4 separate regions of the Mus musculus genome follow, and all the other regions are linked to region 4. Evidence: chromatin contacts called from public Hi-C data. All regions are on one chromosome and are shown on one strand. The core of a region is the stretch at or near the end of the contact, and the rest is flanking DNA. Distances in the headings are between cores, read along the strand shown.

The links. A called contact is a pair of places that touch in the nucleus more often than the background predicts.
Region 1: a contact with region 4 is called in a Hi-C map of muscle stem cells, with 2.6 times the contacts expected there. The contact joins two enhancer-like sites. A contact is called at or near these places in 4 of 484 Hi-C or Micro-C datasets (cerebellum, cerebral cortex, muscle stem cells and 1 more).
Region 2: a Hi-C map of cerebellum shows a contact between it and region 4, with 5 times the contacts expected there. The contact joins two enhancer-like sites. A contact is called at or near these places in 5 of 484 Hi-C or Micro-C datasets (brain, cerebellar granule neurons and cerebellum).
Region 3: a contact with region 4 is called in a Hi-C map of cerebellum, with 4 times the contacts expected there. The contact joins two enhancer-like sites. A contact is called at or near these places in 9 of 484 Hi-C or Micro-C datasets (brain, cerebellar granule neurons, cerebellum and 4 more) and 1 of 115 datasets of contacts at active chromatin or transcription factors (neural progenitor cells).

The regions. Positions count from the first base shown.
Region 1 is chr9:90,196,559-90,202,279 of GRCm38.p6, reverse strand. It overlaps Adamts7 (a disintegrin-like and metallopeptidase (reprolysin type) with thrombospondin type 1 motif, 7), which reads right to left. Exons shown (of 24, transcript NM_001326351.1): 23 at 5,118-5,280; 24 at 2,178-2,566. The coding sequence ends at 2,409. It overlaps Tbc1d2b (TBC1 domain family, member 2B), which reads left to right. Exons shown (of 13, transcript NM_194334.2): 13 at 1-233. Among named protein-coding and RNA genes, the nearest start is that of Adamts7, 36 kb to the right of the region's middle. Within about 2 kb of position 3,314, at least 61 of the 459 cell types and tissues checked have an H3K27ac peak or open chromatin away from gene starts, as enhancers often do. A contact at or near this core is called in muscle stem cells, where this site is marked.
Region 2 is chr9:91,796,334-91,802,218 of GRCm38.p6, reverse strand. No RefSeq gene overlaps it. Among named protein-coding and RNA genes, the nearest start is that of Gm26101, 40 kb to the left of the region's middle. Within about 2 kb of position 3,873, at least 7 of the 459 cell types and tissues checked have an H3K27ac peak or open chromatin away from gene starts, as enhancers often do. A contact at or near this core is called in cerebellar granule neurons and cerebellum, where this site is marked.
Region 3 is chr9:92,041,804-92,047,528 of GRCm38.p6, reverse strand. No RefSeq gene overlaps it. Among named protein-coding and RNA genes, the nearest start is that of Gm31409, 83 kb to the right of the region's middle. Within about 2 kb of position 1,953, at least 6 of the 459 cell types and tissues checked have an H3K27ac peak or open chromatin away from gene starts, as enhancers often do. A contact at or near this core is called in cerebellar granule neurons and cerebellum, where this site is marked.
Region 4 is chr9:91,126,783-91,133,093 of GRCm38.p6, reverse strand. No RefSeq gene overlaps it. Among named protein-coding and RNA genes, the nearest start is that of Gm31114, 200 kb to the right of the region's middle. Within about 2 kb of position 2,558, at least 6 of the 459 cell types and tissues checked have an H3K27ac peak or open chromatin away from gene starts, as enhancers often do. A contact at or near this core is called in cerebellar granule neurons, cerebellum and muscle stem cells, where this site is marked.

The DNA.
Region 1 (5,721 bases), core at 2,065-4,564, 930 kb after region 4:
TCCTGATGCAGCGACCTCTGGGTGGGTGGCTGGTCAGGAAAGTCCTCGAAGACAGAGGCTAGATGCAAGCCCGATGTATGAGGCTCTGCTCCTGTGGGCAACTAGGGGACTTGAGGGCACACTGCCAAATGACTGTCCTTTCATATCACAGCAGCTTCCCTGCTCATCCTTGAGTTAAATGTAGACTTGTAAAGGAAGAAATAAACTAATTTTTATTACATTCTGCCTCAAAAGGTAGGTGTAGTCATTTGTGACAGAAGCCTCTACGTGGTCTTGTGGTATGGGGTGTACATGAGGGCCTTCTCCAGTTTGCCAGCCTCATGATTCTTATGTGTCTTCTCTTGGTTCCACTGGAATGGGAGACAGGGTGCCCTTCTTGACACTGGTAGGCCTCAGTTGCCCTGAGTACCATGGGTGAACTATGGGCAGAGGCTGAAGTCATAAGTGAAATGCTGCCTGTTTCCAGACAGTTTACCCACCCCACACCTCCCCCCTTGGGAGATAGGCACCCTTTTGCACCAGCTGTGCATGCCCAGCCTGAGTCACGGCTTGTTTGCCTCCTGTCTGTGTGGACAGCTCAGGCCCAGCTGCCACGAGGGACTCCCCCAGACATCTCTGGAAAAAACCAAGAATGATTAGGACCAAATGTCTTTCCGACGGTGGGAGGGGGGGGTGGGAGGGGAGTTCAACCAGGGCTCTTCAGTGTAGGCCTAGACCTATTACACTGCTGCTGGTCTTTGGGAGACAGATTTATTCAGCAAGGCCAGGGGAGCTCCTAAGGCCACACAGCATTACTACAGTAATGGCAGAGGCCAGAGCTGGGTCACGGACCCTAGGGCTCCGCCACAGTGCCAGCCCCTGCTGTGTACGAGTCTTGGGCAAGGAAATGGCTCTGCTCCCATCTTTGTGAGGAGTTGCCATGGGAGTGGATTAGGCAAGGTTATAGGAAGCCATTACTCAGAGTGGATCCCTGGGGCCTCTTTGGGCCCACGGGGCTGTTGCAGGCACAAGTAAGCAACAAATCCAATAAGCTTCTCCACCCACAGCATGGTAGTGCCTGGACGCACACAAGCCACCAGGGACTTGCTCTCCTGAGTGACCTGATAGACTGCCTGACTTTGACCGAGCCATGTACCGGGAGCCCAGAATAGGAGGTAGGGGTTCAAGGTTTAAGAGCTATACTGAGCCTGTACCTCCTAGGTATGTACTCCTGGGCCAGTCCCTTCCCTCCACTGTGACCTTCTCACCTGTTTGACTTCAGGATGAGATGGCAGGAGCATATGGAACCCAGAGCTGGGTGAACATCTTGACCCCTGAGAGCGCCAACCCCCACTCCAGTCTCCCCACTCCTAGGTAGAGCAAGTCACAGGACAGGCGTAACACTGACTGGGTCCACCCCCCTGATGCCCTTTCATAGTCTCAGGGAGCGACTTCCAGTGTGCCCATGTTCTCAGTGGCCGAGTGCCTTCATGCTTCCACGTGCACCTCACTCTGGCAAATAAAATGGGACAGGTGCCCCCCTGGAACCTCAGGGCCTCAAACTTGGAGGAGGACCCATAATGCCATCCAGAAGACTCCTGAAGATGGCTCACAGCCAGAAGGAAAGGGCAGTCAGGGGCCTAGCCTGGGAGGAAGGCTTAGTTATTAATACCCTATCACTAACCAGGATCCTCTTCAAAGTACCTGCATGCCCAGCCGCTCTCAAGTAGCACATCTGAGCCTTACCTACTATCATGCCCCAGGTAGTCCCCATGGGAGACAGGACAGCTTGATGCATGAGTACACCTGCCTCTATTTCTGTGAAACACAGGTCTCTGAGGACCTTCATGGAAGATAGCAGGCAGAGGTGAAGAATGATCAGGGACATTGAACAGGACTCCCTGGATCTCTTGCCAACCTGTACCTCCTGCAAAGACCTTCCTGCTCATACCATGTAACCCTCTGGGGATACCGCTTCCCTAGAAGCCACCTCCACCGCCTTCAAGACCTTGCGTGTCTACATTAGGCTGCTTTTCATGGCCTCTGTGCTGGTTATGCTGATTTGCCCCCAAAGAAACAGAGAAGCTGCTGACTGCTCTGACTTCCAACAGGGGACAGGGTAGTAGCCATTTGACAAGAGGTGGGTAGGGCGGGGTCACATTGGAGAGTCTCCAGATCCAAAGACAAGGCCAAACCACTCTGAAAGGGTAGATACTCATTTATGTAAAATAATAACAAATGTGCAAACTGTTAGAATAAAAAAATACCTTTTCTGAAAGGAAAGGGGGTCCCCAGCCTGCCACCGTGCAGGGGTGGGGTTAGCACCGTTAGGGCACGAGGAGCAGGGGGCTCCACCGCAGCCTGTGGTGGGGCACTGAGGTCTGTGTGTCAAGGGTCAGTCTGTGCATTCTAATGGTGCCTTCCTCGGTTTACCGTCTGGCTACCCGCTGATGGCCTCGGGAAGGGACACCACGACTGAGTGGGGGACATGAACGGCAGCACTGAGCGCGGATGGTGGGCAGCTGGCAGCGGCCCAGCAGGCGCAGCGTCTCACAGAAATTGAAGGACAGGCGATCCCGCTCACAACCTGGGATGGGAAGGGAAGAGAGGAGAGGAGGTGCAGTGGTCAGAATCAGTGGGCATGGCCTCCAGAACCACACTTTGTCACCCCGTGATTCAACTGAAAAGCCCCTTTCCCTATTGCCTTAGGAAGAATAGCAACCAACAAGAAACTGGGTTTCTGAAGGATAGCCCCAGAATCAGAACCCCAGGTCCCCAGCTCTTGTCCCTGCCTCACCTGCCCTTGAACTACTGACAGTGTTGGGACTTAGCTTTCTGGAAGAAAAGTTCAAAGACCCCATCCTTTACCACCTCAGAAGATACCCAAGAGCCTACTGGCAGCGATGTAAACCTCTCGGCCCCATCTTTCTCCCTGCTCACCCCTGGTACTGGACAGGATCAGGCCCACCACTTGTCAGTGTGTCAGACACTGTTAATATGCATCCACTCTACAGTCTGCCACCTCCATTGGTCCCACATGCCTTTGCTGTCATCACTGCCCCACCCCCATACACACACACACCCTCCCAGTCTCCTGTGGACCATGTTCACCCTGAACCTTTGTGTGGCAGGACAGCCTATTTTGTTGGGTGGTGAAGCCCAGAAAGTTGGACTTGGCCAAGGCCACAGAGATCATCAGTAGGAACCAAAGCCTGGGTCAGGCCCCTGGTGGCAGGGCACAGGGAAGGGAGAGTCGTCAGCCCTAGTTGTCACAATCTGAGGCCTGGCTGGCTCTCCCGGGAAGACTATTTTGGAAAGTGGCTTGCGTCCAGACCCTTGGCCTTCCTCCCAGTGCTACTGCTTTGCTGTTGCTGCTGCTGAAGCCACAGCTGCCCAGACCCCTGCTTACTTCTGCAGATTCCCTAGGGAGGAAGCACAGGAGGGCAGCTGTGGGCCCTGGTCTGGGACATCCCCAGGTGCAGCGGAGGGAACAAGACAGCAGACAAGCCCCTCCACCCTATCCTTTCGGCAGCAACTCCAAACTGACACACTAGTTCCCCTGGGTGACCTCCAGCAGACCTAAGCACTGAGTGAAGGTTTCCTCTTGATAACAGCCCCCACCTCCCTGGGGAAGGTCACATGACCCGGCATGTGAGCTGCCTTGCCACGGTGATCACACACCCTGGAGTTTCCAGGATTTCCAAATGTCCTGTTGAACAATCCCACAAACCATCAAAACATCCTGGAAGCTCCAGGAACTTGCGATCCTAGAGTCTTCCCTGATTGGCTCCCTTTACTTGAGAGGGGGAGGGTGCTGGGAAGGCGGGTAGGGGCACAGGGAGGCCCTTCACATGGATAGGCTTTGGGTCCCTGCTAAGCCCACCCTTCCCATTCCTCTTGGAGACCTTGCAAACCCACAGCCTCCTGAGCCACGCTATTTCGGATAGAGCCTGAATTCCTGCCCTCTCCCTATCTGCACCACCTGGGACCATAGCTACCGTATTCTCTGCCAACCCTGAGCTTGACGAGAGAAACAGAAGAGAGCCATAGACATTATCAGCCCCAAAGGCAAGCACTGTGGTATAGCACCCAGCTTAGCTGTGCTGAGTGTCTGTGGGAAAAATGGAAGGAGATGATGAGAGAGAAACAGGCAGGGATGGCTTAACATCTCCCCGGCATGAGGCAATGGGATTCAGAGCAGAATGGCAGAGCAGAAGTTGCTCTGGTCCTGAGCCAGTACCACCAGGAACCAGCTGCTGGTAGTGAAGGCTGTGCAGAGCAGGGAGAAGCAGATCGGGGCTGACGCCCAGCCATAAACTGTCCTGGGGACAGGTGCATAGAACCAGTAGGTAAATGCCAAGCAAGCTCTTAGGTTCCCTCAGGTGTCAAGGGGTGGCCTCAGACTCCCCATGCCTTTGCAATGGAAGACAGTAATGGCTGCCAAAAATGGGAGGGAGGGGGTAAAGCGGCCTAGCCTTCACGGGCAATACTGAGCCTTTCACCGGTAGACCCCACTAATACAAGAATAAGGATTGACCATCCCTTTATGCATGAGGAAATGACAATCCAGATAGAGAAACAGAGCCCGAGACAGGTACCCAGGTGTGACTCAAGGGCCACACAGTTTCCTGTGTTCGGCACTGCTGGGGACAGCTGGAGCTTCAGGAAGGAGGTGATTTCCAGAGCTACCTCTGGCTCAGACCTTTCCTCCATAATGGCCCAGCTGGCCAGGAAACACAGCAGAAGCAACACCACCCTGGGAAAGAGTCCTTCCTGTGGCCCACTGCCACCTCTGGACAGTTATCCTCCTAGGAATAGGCAGTGCCCACAGCCCAAGGACATCTCCCTTCACTGTGGGGACTAAGACCCCAAGGGAGAAAAGCTTGCCACTGCTGGAGTCAGGAGGCTCCTTCCACTTCCCGAGGCTACCAAAGCTGCCTACAGGATGCTTGAATCTTTGGGATTCCCCTTGGCTGAGTCCCAGTTTAGGACCTTGGCACCCTGTGGCCTCCCAGTGACGGTGACCATGGGGTTTGAGCCAACTGTAAACAACAGCAGCTGTTCTAGGACCGACGATTCTCTAGTTCCTAGCCATCCTCCCCTTATCCCACCATCCCTAAGAGTAAGGAGACACTCACGTGGGGGTTCAACCAGTTCACAGTCCTCAGTGGCACATGGCCGTGAGCTCTCAGGCCACGCCTCATGGCTACACAGGTCACTGTCTTCCTCTGCCAAGCCGGTCTGAGTGTTCACACATCTGACCAGACGCCGCTGAACACCACCACCGCAGGGGGCTGAGCACTGCATAGGAGAGAGGAGAGAACGTCTCCAGGACCAGCCATCACAGTCGGGGACTGCCCATCACTGGACAGTACCACCCTCTCCAGGAAGCCATCCCTGACTAGAGCCTAGTGCTGACCTCCCCACTGTCACTGGGGGTATCTGTTCTTGCAATGAGGGCAAGATACAAGTAAGAGGAGATGCGAAACACACACAGGATGCCTGCACAGAGAAGGCAGACCCTGAGATGAGGCACCATGGTACCCATGAGACACAGAAGGTGTGGCTACCAGCAGAGAGAGAAAGCGTGTCTCAGGTGTGGTCCCCACCCTGAGTCAGCCTGTTCTCAGGTTTAATCTCTGCTGGCACAATACAGGCTCTGCCGTTCAGATTTGTCCACTCCTCGCTCCATGCTGCCCCCAATTTAAAGATGAAGGGGGAAAAAACAGCCCAGCAAGGCAA
Region 2 (5,885 bases), core at 2,624-5,123, 670 kb before region 4:
ACTTTAAGGCCACATTAGATATCAAGGGTGCACCTTATTCATTTTTTTGAAAGATTTTAACATCAGTACCAAGCTTATGTGGAGAGAAAGGAGACGCATCTATGGCCAGCAATTTTTGGGGTCTGGCAATGAGAAAACACCAGAGGAGTTTTAGAAACATAATTTTTTTGAAAATACCCATCCTTGAACATATTTCAATTAAAAATATGTTTGTCAGTAATTCTATTATTAATGGTTCATAGGAAATGAGAAGTATGGAAAAGAGCACCTAGCTCATTTTAGAGAATAATTAAAATTTCATAACCAGACTCTAAGTACATATATGCATATTAAGATGTCCCTGGTGAGGCTCAGGAGGAAATGAGGAACACACAATTAGATACTGGAGGAAAAGGAAAAAAAATATTAGTGGAGTTTTGTCCTAACGTTAAGGGGAAAGTAGACTGGAAGCCATGAAATCAGACATTCAACTAATGAGATTTATCAGCTCAGTGAAACCTTGACCTCCCTTATTCTCATTGTTTGTAGAAGATCCCGTGAGAGGCTATAAAAAGGACACAGTCTTAATATCAGTGTCAGCCTTTTGACATACATAGCAGTAAAATAATTAAGTTGTTAAGTATGGTAAGAGTTTACAGTGATTCAAAATGGACAATCAAAGACTTGGCTTGAAACCTTTGGCCATAATGATTGATTCTTGAGACTTATTTAAGAAGGAATATGATTTTCAACTTCATGACTATGAGGTGTTGGAGAAACACCTAGGAGTGTGCAAAACAAATCAAAACATTTATTTCCTATGTGAGTGCTCACCAAAAGTGACCTGGACAAAAAAGATCATAGTAGTCAACTCAACCAGGTATCCTCTATGGGTACCAATTTAACCTTTCTCTTATTCATTCATGACTACAAAGACAGAATGTTATGTATGGGCTCAACAACAAAGATTTAAATTTATCAAAGCTTGCCTCCTGTAGTCAATTTTAATTACTGTGTCAGCCAGAGACAAAATTGTAATATTCAATATGGATACTTGAGTGATCAACCAGCAAGCCAATTCTATTGAACCCCATTCTAGGAGAGGGTCAATAGATAAAAGAGGCAGACCTTTGTGCTTGCTTGGAGAGACATTTATTTGTTCTGGGTATCTGCCACATATTTCTACCAAACTGCCATCCATTAACATAGAGACCATCATATTAATATTTTCTTATTTGTGTATGACTGATTTGCACCAAATAACTCCACAGCAAATAGAGTCTAACTGTGGGACCAGATCAGGGCTATGTTCTCCTTTTGCCAACATGCTCTAGCAGGTGGTCTGATAGATAATGTTAGGATGGCCTTGGTACACTGGCTTACAGCAAAGTTTATATGCCCCTTTTTGCCTTATAAAATGTGATGACAACATTTATCCTTTTCTCAGAATAGGTACATTTCAAGATATCAATGAAATATAAAGAATTTATTCAAATACTTGGCATCCTCATCTAAAGAAAATGTTATTTTTAAGCTATAGCTGGCAGAGTCTTATCACATTAGGCAAAACATATGACTTTTGCTTTTGTTTGCATTTGTGTGTGTGTGTGTGTGTGTGTGTGTTGGGGGTTGTTGTTCATTTAGAAGGCAGAGGTCAATCTCTAATGATGTTTCTCTGAAGCTGAAGCTGTCTGCCTTCTTTTATTTGTTTGTTCCAGACACGGTCACTCCTTGGCCTAAAGCTTGACTTAGGCATCCACCTGTCTCTACTTTCCCAATGGTGGTTTCACAAGTGTGTGCCAGCACTTCTAGAAATATTTATGTGGCTTTTGGGGATCAACCTTGGGTTTTTATGCTTGTGGAACAACCACTTTATCAGAACAACTATTTCCACAGCCTCAAATTTGTATCTAAGTTTTTATTTGCAGATTAAGTAAGTTTTAAAAAGATGCATTCTAAGGATATGGATGTAGAGTTGAAAAGAAATAGACTATTATCATGGCTTTGATGTGATTATCTGACTGATTTACTGTCCCTCTTTTATCAGTATATGATGGGTTAAAAACTGTGTACAAAGTATTAACCATGAGGAAATGAGAAGTTAGAGATAAACAGCATATGTAAAATGATTTATGTCTGCACAAATGACTCTATATTGTAATCTACAGCATACAATTTTATTATAAAAAAGATATTACCAGTCTCACCCTGTTATGTTAAAGATATAACAACCAAGACTCAGCAAGCAGTACTGTTAGTGTCATGAGCTAAGTCAATTGGAAGAACTAATAGAACTCGTGTCCATTTATCTTTTATCAGTGTCAAGTTCAGATTCCAAATTGAGTCTTTCATACTTCCTCATGCTGATTAGCATTGGTACTACATAGGACAAAATGGTTTCAACCTCTAAATCTACTATAATTTCTTTTTACCTCAATGGTGTATTGTTTTCCTTATCTTAAAAATGGCAATAATAAACACTGTCTCTACCGTGAAGATATTTTAATCAGTTGATATGTGAGCTAGTTAGTCCATTTAATTCATTTAGATTTAAATTAATTTAGTTATGATAAATTACTATTTCATTTGCTTATTATGTCCTACCAGATATAAGAGGAATGCAGAATAGATGTTTGCATATGTGAGTCATTCTTGATATTGTAGAAGATTTTGTTTTACACTTCGTAATGGGCATGAAACACTGAACAATGAAGGAAGAGTATATGTAGTCCTAATGCCTGCACAGCTAACCTGAAGTAAAAGGAAAGACAACCATGACGTTTATCTTGATTATATGTAAAGGTGGTGAGACTCACCTATTTAGCAAGAGGAAGTATACGTGAATATTTCATTTGTCTAATGAGGTGACACTTCAAAAAACTCCCAAACAAACTTATGTCCAGAAATAGATGCTGATATCAAACTTGAAGTTGCATCTTCAATGACAGTTGGGTTGATAACATCTGAATTGCATCCTATGGTCTCTCTCCACAGTGGGGCTATAAGAAGACTGACAACATGGAACCCTGCATAAGTGTTCACATGGGAGAAGAGTAAATACTTCTTCCTTAAGTGGCTGGATCAAGGCATGACAAGCTAATAGGTAGAAGTATCTGCACTTCAGACTCTCCATGTAAAAAGAAGCAGGGCCTAAGAGGACAACATAATATTCAGCCACTCCAAAGAGTGTTTGATGAAGAGAGAGACAAGTGTTCAGAGAATCCAGACTAAAACCTCTCAACGGTTTCCGTGGGTTTTTGAAATCAACCAAGAGTTCAATGTCTTTAAACTGCTAAACTCTGTGACAGAATCTTTCTCTAGACGCATTGCCATTAGAATGCTTTTTGAGTGGGTGGGGCAACAGTAGCTCGCCCTAGCTTTTGATGGCTCTGTATGTTTTTGGTGTGAGAGTTGCATCAGTGAACCACAAAAAATGAAGCTTAGGAATTGTTTATAGGGCTGAGCACTAAAAAAAATTTTGTTTGGCTACATAACATATTTCCTTTCCACAGGAGGTAGTTATGACAAATTAGAAGTCTGAAAATTTTCTGATGGTGTAAAGGCACAGCTGTCACTGGGGAAGCACTGATCAGATTTCATAACCGCGTGGTCCCGTGGCGCCGCAGAGAGCTCCATATGCTCCCCCAAATGCTCCAACTAAATCCACAAAAAAAAAAAAAAATCCAGCCTAAGTTCACTTGTAAAAAATAAAACTCTTCTTAGATGGATTTATCATTTTGCATCTACAAAGAGAGAAAGTCTTGTTAACTGGTTACGTTTTTTTAAAAACTAATCTGTTTAAGAACAATTTTCTGCAGCTTGTTATGACAGCTTTGTGATAAAGAGTGAATGATGTATTTGGCAACACCCCAGAGATTACTCCATTTCTATCTATGAAGGTGGACTTTTAAATGGATATACAGTGAATAACTAAGATCTTCGGGAACAGCTATTTCTTAATGGGAACAATTGTATTAAACGCTGTTCTGTCATTCCGCAAAAATCATGTTAGCTAAATTGTTAAGCGCTGTGTACAGAAATTTCAAAGATGCCAATATGGGCCTTACCTGGTTGCAAATGAAGAATAGATTGATTCTTGAGTGGTTAGGTCCTTAGATACTCATATTCCTCATAAACAGTTTGCTTAGAAGCTTTGTGACCCCTGAAGAAAACAACAAATTCAAATAAATTGACAGCCTTATCTCTTAAAGCTAAAAGGAAGATCCAGTATGCTTTTTATTTATTGTATTTATATTTTGAAGCAAGAAAAGTTTTATGTATAAAATATCTTTTTGCATCTCATTATGTTAATCATAGCACAAAAATGTTCCCATGAAAATTTTAAATATTGAAAATTTAAGCAATGATCCAAATATTTATGAAAAAATGTTTCATGCTTAACAAAGCACCTTAATTTCTAATATTTATGACACTCATCAGTATAACTAGTTTAGATATTTTTATTAAAATACAAATAAGCATATTTCATGTTTTTGTTGAAAATACAAAACTAAAATAGTAATTCTTTAGTTTCCTCGAATATTTAATATTTTAAATAATTAAAGAGGTTTTTTAATTAATTCTGAATCATATAAAGCCTGCATTAACTACTTTGTTCCTTGTATTCTTAAATGAATAATACATATAAAAATGGTGCATTTTATTAATTACCTTTGTGTTTATAATTTTCTAAAAGAAGAAAGAAATTTAGTTTTCTAGTATGGCACAAAGATTTTGGAAATATCTGTTTTGTTGTGTATAGGAAATACCCTGTGAAGAAAATGCTTTCTTAAATCCTGTGATGAATTACAGGGCACCTTTAACTTTACATTTCACCTTGCAATACACACAAAATGTTTAATTACTGGAGGATTAATGGAGGTGGTTTATAATTAAGCTGAAGTATGAACTGATGTCATCGTCCCAGTGTGATGACATACATTTTCTGCCAAAGCACCTGTTGTTTTGGAAGGAAGCAGCTGATATCATTATCTGCGCAGCTAGATAGCCCATTTCCTGCTGCTTAAAAAATTATCCTAAGGGCTACCTAAGTTGGATTAATTCAGCGTTTATGCTTCCATACCCAGAAAAGAACAGAATAGAGAAAAACAACACCATCACAATCAAAGAACGAGAGAGTGAAAGGCATGCTGGGAGCAGAGCAGAGGGAAGGAACAGAGAACCCCACCTTCTGTGCCTGAAGAACTCTGGATGGCTCCTGAGATTCTCTACAAAGATGCAGAGGATGCAAAGCAGGACAACAGTGGAGAGAGGTTCCTATTTTATTCTATTAACATGAGTGAGTAAGTGGAATGTTACAATATGAGGTGGAAACAATATAGGCAGTTTTACACTTTCATTCAGAGTATGGCACTGTATCCATAAATAATAATGAAAGTCTTTTCATTTAAATATTCAATCTACACAGAATATACAAACTACTATCCAAAGATAAGTGCGAACATTTTATTTTTCTCACATAAATTAGAGATTCATACTTCTTCCCTTCCCTCATTCTCTCTGGTTTTGGTTTACCAGTTGGCTATTGTGTCTTTTGCTCTACGATGCTTAGTAATTAAGGTGATGGTCTATCTCTATGAGGTATAAGCACATATTCCATTTCCATGTGAATATGTCAATCAGTTACTTCATCTATCACTGGTGCCATTTGAATCTTAGGAAGAAAGTACCCAAACCTAACAGAATAGTTGCTCTTTGCTTTCTCGCCCTACCAAAACAGCACACACTGAGCAGACACAGTCCCCACGTATACTGGTCAGGCACACTGTGTTCATTGAAGCTGTCTGCTAGGTGCTCCCTGAAATACATTTCTCTAAACCCAGTTCTTGTTTCTTTCACATTGTAATTTACTTTCCTAATGAATATTGGCAATCTGTCCAAATTTA
Region 3 (5,725 bases), core at 704-3,203, 920 kb before region 4:
GAGAATGGGCTCTCACACATCTTGATTTTGTCAGTGTCAACTGGTAGGCAGTGAGCAGATGACAAAACATCCTCCCTTGCCTCTATGTAGTTCCCCTTGGCCACAGGATGCCTTCCTTTTCCCTCTATTTTCTCACATGAGGCAGCTATTATGGGACACTGGTCATCACCACTCTTTCCCCTTCTAGAAACATCACTGATGTTTTAGTACCATGTCTGACTTATATAAACATTTTAAGCCCAACTATGATGCTGGGGTTGTAAATTCCCAGGCTGTGAAAGTCTTCTTTGCACCGCGGTTGATGCTGTGGCAGGAAGGATAGAATAAAGAATTTTATAGTCACTTGGTGTATCCTGGGGGTGAGAGCTGGGAAGAAGCTCATATCCCTGCTCTTTTATATATATATATATATACATCTATTAAAAAAGCTAGCAGGCGAGCAAGTTCAAGAGGTCTTGGATGGAGATTACTGAGTCGGCTAGTTCCTGCAGGTGCTGACCTGCTGAGACAGGGTAGTAGGTCATAGAGTTATCCTCACCATGCTCCAAGGAGGAAACCTGCTGTGGTTAAAGGCTGTGTTCTTATTAAATATATACTGTATGGAGCGTCTGTTGTTCCTGTTAAACCCCTGCCTAGAAAAGTTGCTCGTAAACCAGAGTTACATTAATGTCTCCATAGACACCTTACATTTAAAACTATCTGACACTAACCAAATGGGTAGTTTTTATTGGTTTTTCTTTGGCACAGATGTAAACACTTGCTTTCATACAAATATGCACTATTAGGCTTTCACAAAGCTGCAATGAACTACTTTGAGACTATACCCTTGTGTACTGATGTCTGTCTTGATCAGATCTTACTTTTTCTATTAAGAACAATAGAACTGAAATCCTCCAGTTTGTAGGAAGGTCTTGATTCTTTATGCAGAAATGGGATGTGCTTTTGAAAGGAAAGCAAGAACAGCTGAACTCTTTCTTAGCACATGGAACAGGCTAAAATGGTGCAGGATAAACTGTTGACTAAATATGACTTAAGGGAGATGGTTTATTTAGAGTGACTTTAATTGAATGTGTTTCCTATCACAGGAAAATGAAAACTGCAGTGATAAATATAAAATGCTTTTAAATGGAATCACTATGTAAGCCAGAGTATGACATTGACTTACAGTAGCAGATGTTTCTGATTCCGAATTCAAGAATCAATATATTTTAACATCACTGCAAACCTCTAAGGAACTGTATGCCAATAACTGATCTAAAGATGCCCTCATTTTGCTATTTAAAATTATTATTATAAGCATAAATATTATCATAATAAAGCAAATGAATTAATATTACCTTAATATTTGTGATTTATTTACAATTTATATTTTTAAAAGACTATCACTTATAATTACTATATAGTTGCTATAAAATCTTGCTAACGTGGTGCCCTTTTTTCTTTATCCTTGGCATATGAACCATTTGCTTCTAAAATGAAGCTATTTTATCCCTTGTCATCACACAGCCATAAAAATTGCAAGCAGTCAGAGGTTAGCAATGGCTGCTCTGCAGACCCAAAGCAAAGCTTAGTAACAGATTTTCAAAGCAGTTCAAAGAGTCCAGCTTCCATCTGTGTTTGGTGAAGGATGCACAGACCTTGGGGCATCTGAGACTCAGCTTCATCTCTAACACTTGGAATAACAAAGGTGTTAGCTTTCAAAGCTGCCGTCTCCCCTCCTGGGGTGGCTCTGCAGACCCAGTTCATGGAAAGTGGGAGACTTCAGAGCAGGCATTCTCCTCCTAGACTTTGCCTCCTTCTGGGGAATCTTTGGAGGGTGTCACAATGGTGGCCTCCTAAACATGGGTTACTGCCAGTAGAGGCCATGAGCTAATGAACCTTATAAACAAATCCCTTTTTCTGATGTCTTGAGCAAATTGTCCACATAGACGCAGCCATTTCTTTTCCTCCAGATGAGTGGTGCTATTTAATCAGAAGAAAGTAGAGGGTGCTCTCTACCCACGATAAAGTGATGAATGCAGAAGGAATATCAATTTTTCCTTTGATTCAATTGCTTTTCAAAAACCAAAGCAAGGAATTGTTTTCTGGGAAAGAGCTCAAAATCTGTGTCTTTGGTATGTTTTAAATGAGTCTAAGATTCCAATGAAAACCGATCTCCAGCAAATGCATTCATACAGACATAATCTTTCTTGACTTTGTTTAATATCCCTTGTATTGGTTGTCTAGCATCTTGGCATGTTGTCTTCATGAAGATAAGGTAATGTAAATTGATACACAGTTAGCAGGCTACTATAAAATGTGTGTATTTGTGATTTTTATGATAATCTTTCTGTCTACAAAACAAGGTGGAAAAGTTAAGAAGTTGAATTCATTTGCATACAGCAATTGTTTGACTGAGTTATTCTTAGATATCAAAAGCCCTCCAAAACTATATTCTCAGTTCGCCTCAGAAAATTTAAAACAATCTCAAATTATTCCTTAATGATCTCCAAATTCTAGTAAAAATACCTTAAGTAATTTTGATAATATGTCTAAAGCATATGTGTATGAAGTATATTATCTGATAATTTACATAATAACCATCTTTTTATTTTGAAAGATAAATAAAATGGAGCTTAATATAAGAAAATGGATTCAATGACATATATAATATTTGTATATAAGGGCTATGTCCTTGCTATGTCAAGGATGGTTGTTTTTAGAAATAGCTTGTAAAAAAAGTAGCATATATATTTGTGTATATATATGCATATATACACACATATATGTGTATATATGTACAAGTAAAATATACATTTACTTAATTAAAATCACAGAAATTCTAAGTAAAAAAAGTCAATTTTACTTTCAACATCAAAATTTAAACTATCATTTCCATATGACAAACCATTTTGTCTGAAGTAAAAATAAATCTTAGGGAACAGTTAAAAATATAAGGTAAATTAAAGCAACCTATATATTTCCATGAAGACGTGAAGATGTGGTCAGCTTCTGTGTGTGAACAAGGCGGAGAGGGAGTGCAGAAGGCTTTACAGATTTCCAGTTGGAAATCATATGCAGCACTAGTTCTCCGTGTGTGTCAGCAAGAAGACGTGCACGGAGAACCAGCCAGAAGGCAGTGCTCAATTCTTAAAGCTTCTGCATGTGAAACTTTCATTTCGTTTTTCTTATTTATTTTCATAGTTCTCTTCCCTTACTGTTAATGCCTGTCCAAAAACCCAAAAATGCAAAACCAAGGCCGGGTCGATGAAGACTGTTAATGCACAATAGTAGCATCAAACAATGCAAAATAGGATCTCTTGGGACATTAACGTGAAGGTATTGGAAATATGAGTGAAGAATCACAGCCATTGGGTTGCTGTGTCATCCTTCTCAGCCTTGCAGCTTAATGTGGAAGGAAAACATGTTAAAATAACAGTGCCATTGATAATTGTAGAAATAGAAAGGGTGCATGTGATTCCTGGTCTAAGTATCAGGAAAGTGAGCTGTCACTTGGGATGACATTTTTATGTTTAACAAATGTTAAGCTAGTTGATTTGAAAGGATGATTATTTTTTACAACTTATGGATTTTTTTCTCTCCCTAATCTTTGTGAGTTATTTCCCAAAGTAGTGATCCTTGCCCATAATCATTGTTTTAGTGTTCATCTTGACATTAAGGGCATTTAGACAGTTAGGAAGTTACTTTCTTAACCGTAAACAACATATATTCACGATATTTTTTCAGAGGTCAGACCTTGGAAGGGGATGCCAGTTGTATATGATATTAATGTACATTTACTTCATCGTAAAAGTTGCAGAGACATTTATTAAAATGTTTGAAAAAAACCACACTTTTGCAACTATATAACTAAAACTGTTGCAAAAGCAGGTTCCGACAGTGAAGCAACTTTAGGAAAGTGAAGTAGGCTGATCATCATAGAGAGTTTGAGAGGAACTGACTCAATACACATCTCTGTCTCAGGACTAGCAGATTTGAGATGTACTCGTGATGAATGATGCTTTAATTCAAGGACATCACAAAAAAGTTTGGACAGCAGTTGTTTCTAGCTTTGACATCTTTTCCTTGTTACTCAGATGTCACTGGTGAACCTGTGTGGTCAGCTGATAGTCACTTTCTAGCTATGACTATCATCTCTAGAGCATGTTGAAAGAGCATGAGGACAGTATTCATCTTAGTGACAGAACGAGAAAAGCAGGTCACTAACATTTGGTAGGCTGAATAGGGAAAGTGTGTGCTACACACTTGGCATAGTCCATGCAAAAAAGATTAAAAAAATAATTAAAGTCTTCCTGTGTATCCCAGGTAGCTCTCAAACTTTCTAAGCTCCTGCTCCCATTGAATCCTGGGATGAAAAAGAAAGTCCCACCATAACTACCAAGACAATTATTAAAATAAATATAATTTACATGTCTGGAAGAATTCAAGGACTTTATATTATAGTTGTTATATTATTACAGTATAATCTACAGTTTATATGTAAATTCTGAAACAGATTACTCAAACAAAACATTACTGTGATAATTTTAGTTTTAGTTGTAAATATAGCGTACATTCATAATAGTGTAGTAAAGAATTAAAGTTATGATTCGTTTCACCACATGGGTATTCAGAACATTTTGATGTTTTTCTTTTCAAGCATGTATTTTCACATTCATAATAGATATTCGATTTCCGATATTCAAACACTGATTTTTTTCTGTTGTGGACTTTACATAACATAGAACCACCTGGGAAGAGAATTTTAGTAAAAGATTGCCTGTACTAATTTAACATGTGGGCATGACTGTAAGGGAATTTTCATAAATGGGTTAATTGTGCAGGGGGGGGGACTCATCTCAAATGATTCAACATTTATAAAATATCAAAAAAAAAAAACAAGTATCTTAAAGTAGAATAAGCATTTTGTTAATTGAGAGTAATTCAAATAATTTTTGGGAAAATATACCTAATATGCAGAAGCAGCAGCAATCACATATGTATGATATCCCTTTTACCTCAGAAGAATTAAATCTGTTAATAAATTCTAACCACTGGAAATTGAACAGAGCAGCCAGAGTTCTTAATTCTTGAGCCATTTCTTCATATATTTATAAAATCTAACTGAACTTCATATATATAAAATTTAACTGAACTCACCAAATAATGAGAGGTGACCCAACCCTAACCAAACATCTCTGGTCATCCAAGGAAGCTTCCATTTTTTAAAAGGAGTTACATGTAATTGACTTGTTGAAAATGGGTGACATGTAATTGAATTCTTGGCCAAAGGGATCCCATGGAGACCAAAACACCCTCAGCTATTGCCAAGGCTATTTGTTGGTCTCTATACATGGATAAGCCCCATTACTGAAGTCAACAGGACACAATCTTTGAACACAAAGAATTCGAGGTAGCTGGTGCCTACCTTGAGACTTCACCCCTATGGACTTATGCTTACTGTACTTGCACACTACCAAAGTGAAAGGTAACCCCAAACCAGTGGTAAAACATGTGATCTATAACCTTCAAGGTTATTATAATTTATAAAATTATTATAAATATTATAACCTATAATCTAAGTGGAGGCTAAAAGTCTGTATATGCCAGAGGCTGGACAGGGGTCAAGAAAAGAAGGTTTTCTAAAAACCTGCCTGTAAAATATATTATTGCAGTAGTGGTACAAAACTTGTGATTGTAACCATCTAATATCTGATTAGACTTAAGGCCTGTCTATAAGATGAAA
Region 4 (6,311 bases), core at 1,309-3,808:
AAGAGTATAGAAAATGAAATATCTTTGTGCCCTCACTTCTACATTTATGTGTAAGATCTAGGGGTAAATATGGATCTGAGAGCAAAGAGGCTATTACACATTAATTTAAAAAATATTTAGAGTTTACAGCAAATGTCCCTTAAGCATCTTTCACAACACATTGCACTGAACAATAATCATTGTTTATTAATGAAATAAATACATTGCTTAGGTTGTCAGGGTGCTCTGATATTTTTCTGTAAATTCTTTACACATGGCAATTTCTTTCAAGACAGAAAAAAAAATCTGTAAGAAAAAATTAGAGCAGCAACTGTATGTGATTCGAGAGGGCAGCCCATTATCTCTGTGTGGAAGTGAAGATGTTCTTCTTATTCCAAGATCAGTCTTTATAGTGACAGGAGTTCCCATCCCTAGAGCAAATGCCTCTTTGTCTTCAGACCCAAACAGTGCACTATATAGATATATTAATTACAGCTAATCCACTTGTTCTGAATGTTTTTGCTTGATATTTTGTTCCTTACTATTCAATATTAAATATTCAATATTCTAGCTCCCATTTCTAGAGTAGATATCTCTTTGTTTTCAGGTTCAAACATGCATTTTATACAGATAGATTAATTGCCACTAGCCTCTTGTTCTGAAAGATTGTTTCCTGGTATTTCATTCTTCAATATTTAGACTCTACTTGTCTGTAATCTGGGCCTTGAGAGACAAGACAGAGAGATCAGAATTGATAAGAAAATTTAATATTAGCCTTGGATACATGGCAAGCCTGCTGGGAGACCTGAGAAATATCTCAAACACAAACTAAAATAAAAAAAAAATCAAGATCTAACATAGCAAAGTACTGAGGTGAAATGAAAGATGTTCTATGGACTTCAATTCTACAGTTGCCCAGTAACAGGAAGGAATCATCATTCTAGGATTTTGCCAGAAGATTCTGTGTAAGGATCATGTGCTAACCGATCACACCCCTGGCATCCCCTTTCAAAAGATTCTTACAATGAAATCGAGAAAGAAAAGTGAGGCCCCAACTCTGTCATCTAGGATGAGCACTCTGCGTAATCTAATGTGCTTAAAATGCTTCCTGCAGATCCTACAGAGTTTTATTTGTTTTTATATTCTGACCATGTTTTGAAACCTTGAACTTTGACAGGAAGAAGGACTTCTCCACATCCAAATGATTATCTGATCCACTCTATAAGGAGAAAGGAATGGATTTCTTACTGGAGAGCATTTCTTTCTTAAAAGCTGGTGGGAGAGTAAAATGATCCAGATGTAGAAACCTTGTTAGAGGTCCAGGGATCTCAGATTTTGGAAATGCTTGCCTGGATATGAAAACGCAGGTTGGTTACTAGATGCGAAAGCTTAGCTCTGCCCCTTCTTTCTCTGCCAAGTATCAACAATATATTACTGCTTATTTATTCATTTTTATGATTTACTTAAGTCCTGAAAGAGAATGAATTCCTGCTATGCTTCTGTCGGCTAGTGTTGTGGTCAGATGCTGATGTTCTGAGTCCCAACCATATTAATTGCTGGATAAAGGCTGTAATCCTCCTCTTTGAAGCCCAGGCCTGATTTTTAGGCAACACTTCAAAAGGAAAACACAACGAAGGAGGCATACTTCCTACCATCTTTGAGTTGGCATGACTTACTCAGCTTGTACTGAACACATGTGCCTTACATATTTGGCTCTCCAAGCAAACAGTTCATTTAAATATTAGAAAGGAAAATAAAAGGCCGTCTGTGATTCAAAAGTCTGACCTGTAATTTCTTATGAGCTATTTTGATGGTTTAAATTGTATTTGAAATGGAAACACCAAAATCAGTCTTTTCTTACAGTAGAAAACATCTCTCCTTTTTTCCTTCCCCCTTCTCCCTTCTTTCCTCCTTCACCCTTTCCTCCCTTTCTCCCTCTCTCCTCCCCCCTCCCTCTTCTTCTACCCACCTTTTTCCTCCCATTTCCTTTCTCCCTATCTCTTATTCTCCCCTCTTATGCTGGCTTTTTCCTTTCTTACATGTTTTGGTGTAGTGTCTGATTCCACTAGGATTAATGACACAACCTACACAAATAAGACATTTCAAACGGTTTCTAATTGTTATAGCCCTTGGAAACCTTTTAAAACATAACAGTAACACCATATATTTATACAAAAGAGACAGTTAAAAAAAAACACAAAGTTTTGAAGTAAAGAAGAGTGAGGTCTAAATTTTCTGTGACTATCTGAACCAAATCACCAAAAAAACCAAAGTGAAAAATGACTCAAATGAAGTAGTGGCCAAGACAGAACTTTTGCTTGATGCCTTTCCATCTCTTGCTCCTGCTCCGGCTGTAGGGAAGTACTCATGGAGGATTTCCCAAGTGTACTAGTGTGCTATGTGTGAGAAAGATTAACAGTGTTTCAGATCAAACACGGGCCTTGCTGCATGGTCTTAGGAGATTGTCATTCACGCCATTATGGCTCATTTGCACAGGATTTTCATGCAATATGAGCCTTTGTTTTGATGGCAGTGAACAAGGCCAAGCTTCATCCCTTGTCCTAGTTAGTCAGTCTGTGGGGTATCTTGGTCCCAAAGAACTTGTCTATCGTACAAGGCAACTGTTACCTCAGTTGTGGATTGGCTGTTTCACTCCTCGACTCTCTTTCCTAGTTTTAAGGTGAAAAACTACTTAAACGTGGGTGGATAGCATAAAATTCAGACAACACCTACTTGTGCTAGATTAGATGCAGCCTAAACAGGCAGTTTTGGATACCCGATTCAAAAGAGCACATTAGGAGCCGTTTTAGTCGGGCGCTTTTCCTCCTGTGCTTTCTGCCACGCTTATTTTGATGTTAAAATAACTGGAAGAGTTGAAAAGTTATGCCTGAGCTACACTGAAAACTTTTCCTGACGAGGTATTTATGTTTTTCTTGTACTTAGTTTCACCGGCTCTGCATAGAATTACATATTTACGTATCCCAGTCATTCTTGGCCTGTTTCTTTCTGCAAGTCAAACTAGGAAGAGAGTAGGCGCTGTTGCTATTTCGTGGGTGTTTAAGAATGAAAATCAAATGTAAAAAATCTCGCTGATTATGTGACTTTAACTATAAAGGATACTGTCTTATTAATGCCAGTATATATTCCACCAGTCCGTCTGTATTTAGCTGTACCAAATCTACATGTAACAAGAAGAGATAAATCAAATGGCTTTTAAGTATGAAATTAAGTGTTAAGAGCCAACAGTGAAAACTAGATTAGAACCTAGTCACATTTGAGTTTCTGATGTGTTTTCTCAGCAAATACATTTTAAATCTGTAGCTGTCATTCAGCTTTGGCCCCGACAGACAAGGAATTGGTGAATTTTGCATAGTACTAATTCACTTTAGATATAGCAAAGCACCTATCTAATACATGAGATTTTCAAGCTTGATTTTGTACAAATATATTATCAAAATATGTATTTATAAGATATGCTGTAATCTGTTTTATCTTTGATTGCTTTAAAATTATAATAATACAAATGAAAAAACTTAAAAAGTAAATTCATATGATTTTGATACTCATGAAAATCAAAGAAATTATTTATAACATTTTGTTAATATATATAAATATATATAATAACTCTACTGACACACACACACACACACACACATATATATATATATATGTATATATATATATATATATATATATATATATATATATATGTCAGTAGAGTTATTTTTCCAGTTAGCTTTATTTCATTAATGGAAAAATGTTATATTTGTTACATGATAAGGGAACACTTCTAAATTTTAAGAGTGCATTAAAAACCATACAGAAACTAGCATGTCTAGTGAAATCACTTTAAAATATATGATTGCTTAGAAACATAGATTAAAAAAGGCAGCAACTGATTGGAACATTTTTCTCAATCTGTACTTTGTAAAGTTTCAAACACCCAAAACACTGTAGTATGGTATTGAAAATACACAGTCTCTACCCAAAATTAATTGCCTTTGTATATAGTTCATCCTTCTTTCACACAAATATAATGACATTCTTAAATTTTCAGCTTACATCTCCTGGGCACCAGGCTATTTTTTACATAACTATAGTGACAGAACCTTGATATATAAAAACTAGCTACAAGAACATCTAAACTAATTTATAGATAATTAGAACTAGAAGATAAAATTAAAAAGTACTTATTTCCACAATGACATGTACAACTTTAATACTTTATTCCCTAAGTATTTTCAGTTACTTTAAGTCTAAATACAGACTTTAAACATTAATGATGTGATTAGAATTTACTGGCAGGTTTTGAAAACAAAAACTAAATTAACAGATGAGTGTTTGATTCTGAAACACTTTCAAAATACATGTACAGCAGCGCCCTCTACATTTGGATAGCTTATGATGAAACAGTTTTGTTTTGTTTTGTTTCTTAAGGAACTTTTGGAAGTGATCACTGTAGCTTTGGGATAAGGGATGTGATTGTAACGTATAACACTGCAGGAGATTTCTCATATGAGTCTGTGCTATTTTAATTGAGTGTAGAAAACCCAGCCTTGGAAACTTAATAGCACACCATTCAGAAAAACAAGACAAATAAACAAACAAACAAAACTCCCCTAAAACCCACCAAAAAACAACGGAAGTTAACAGTCAAGAAATAAAACAAGGCTATCTAGCTATTTAGCAAATATGAAAATCTGTTGCAAAGAATTAATCATGTTATCCACGCGGACTTTCAAAAGTCATTTTCAAGGAGCTATAGTCGTCCTATTATTCCTTATGGCCTATAATGTCTTCAAATTCAGGAACAAATAAAAAGGTTAAAAGAAAAAAAAAAACAAACAAACTCTACTTTCTAGTCTCAGCATCTAATAAAAGATATATAGATGTACAGATACTGTATTTAATGTATTCACATGAAATAAAATTAGGTAATATTTAGTGTTTCTGAATATCCCCTCTCAGGTTAAATGATAATAAAACAGTTTATGAAATCATATCGATGTAAAATATAATCAGTCATCTTACAGGTAGACAATATGTACTGCCTGCGATTAATTATCATGCCACCCCATTCACAGATTTGTACATTACCCTTTGAATAATCAAGAGGAAAAATATAGGCACATCTATAGTAGATTTTTATAAAACAGAAGAAAAATCTAATACATATCTGTATCTCATTTTTAACTATAAATACTTTGTTGCTTATCAACTTCAATTAATTTAAGTAATCAAGTCAGTTACAAATATATATGCTTATTAGTAATAAAATCAATCCAGCATATTGACACTGAAAGACATATGTCATATTTCCAGTGCAACTTTTTTCTTTAAGATAAACGGTATATATTTTAACTATAATGTTTGCTTATATATGTCCTCTTAAACATAAGTTTAATACTATGCTCCTGTTATTCTAAATAACTAAACTAAGAACTAAATCAAGAGCCTAAAGCAAAAATCATTTTGTAAATTATTTGTAAGCTTCCTGTAGTCAAAGGGCAGATTAAAAGAGCTGAAGCCAGTTTTTTTTTGTTTGTTTTGTTTTGTTTTTTTTTTTTTTTAAAGGTTAACAGTTTCAATGCCTAAGTCACAGTGTCTTAAATGGGAAACAGGAACACAAAAATATTAAAAATCAACAAGTATGGTTTTTTGCTTTAAAACTCAACAACTTCAATATCTCAAACGAACTCCTGGAGAATATTTTATAGATTTGAAGTCAGTAAATCTGAATAATCAAGTCACTTGGGAGCAGGAAATGTTCCTTTAAATTATGCGCTGAGGCTTTTCGTGCCTTTCAATGCCAGAAAAATCCTAGAACGGGCTCTAAATTTCTAAAGACAAAATGCCAATGACTCTGGGGATCATCTTGTTCATTTTAAGAGCAAATTAAAACAGTGGAAGAATATGGTGCAAATAATTGTTTCCTATGCTCTTTGCTGGTGACTGCTGCAATCATCGGGCCTGATTTACAAATGGAGACTTGAAGGTTTCTCAGCTTCCTGCGGGGCAGGAGACTGTTACCTTGGCACTTGTCCCCTCACCCTTGTAATCACCACTCAGAACCAGGCGCTGGGGCTTCCCATTCCCAGGCTCTTGATTGAACACCTCATTCTGTGCTAACAAGGTGAGGTATTTGAATAGGGCTCCAGTTGGAAGATCATTAATGGTTTTGCTCATTAAGAGTTGCTGTGCTAGTTTTGGTAATTTGGTAACAGTCTAAAATCTCAAGCAGATTTTCCCCGCTCAGCCTAACGGATGAGACATTTAAGATAGTAACAGTAATACCCGTTTCACATTGAGAAGGGGAGTGAACTGCTGACTGT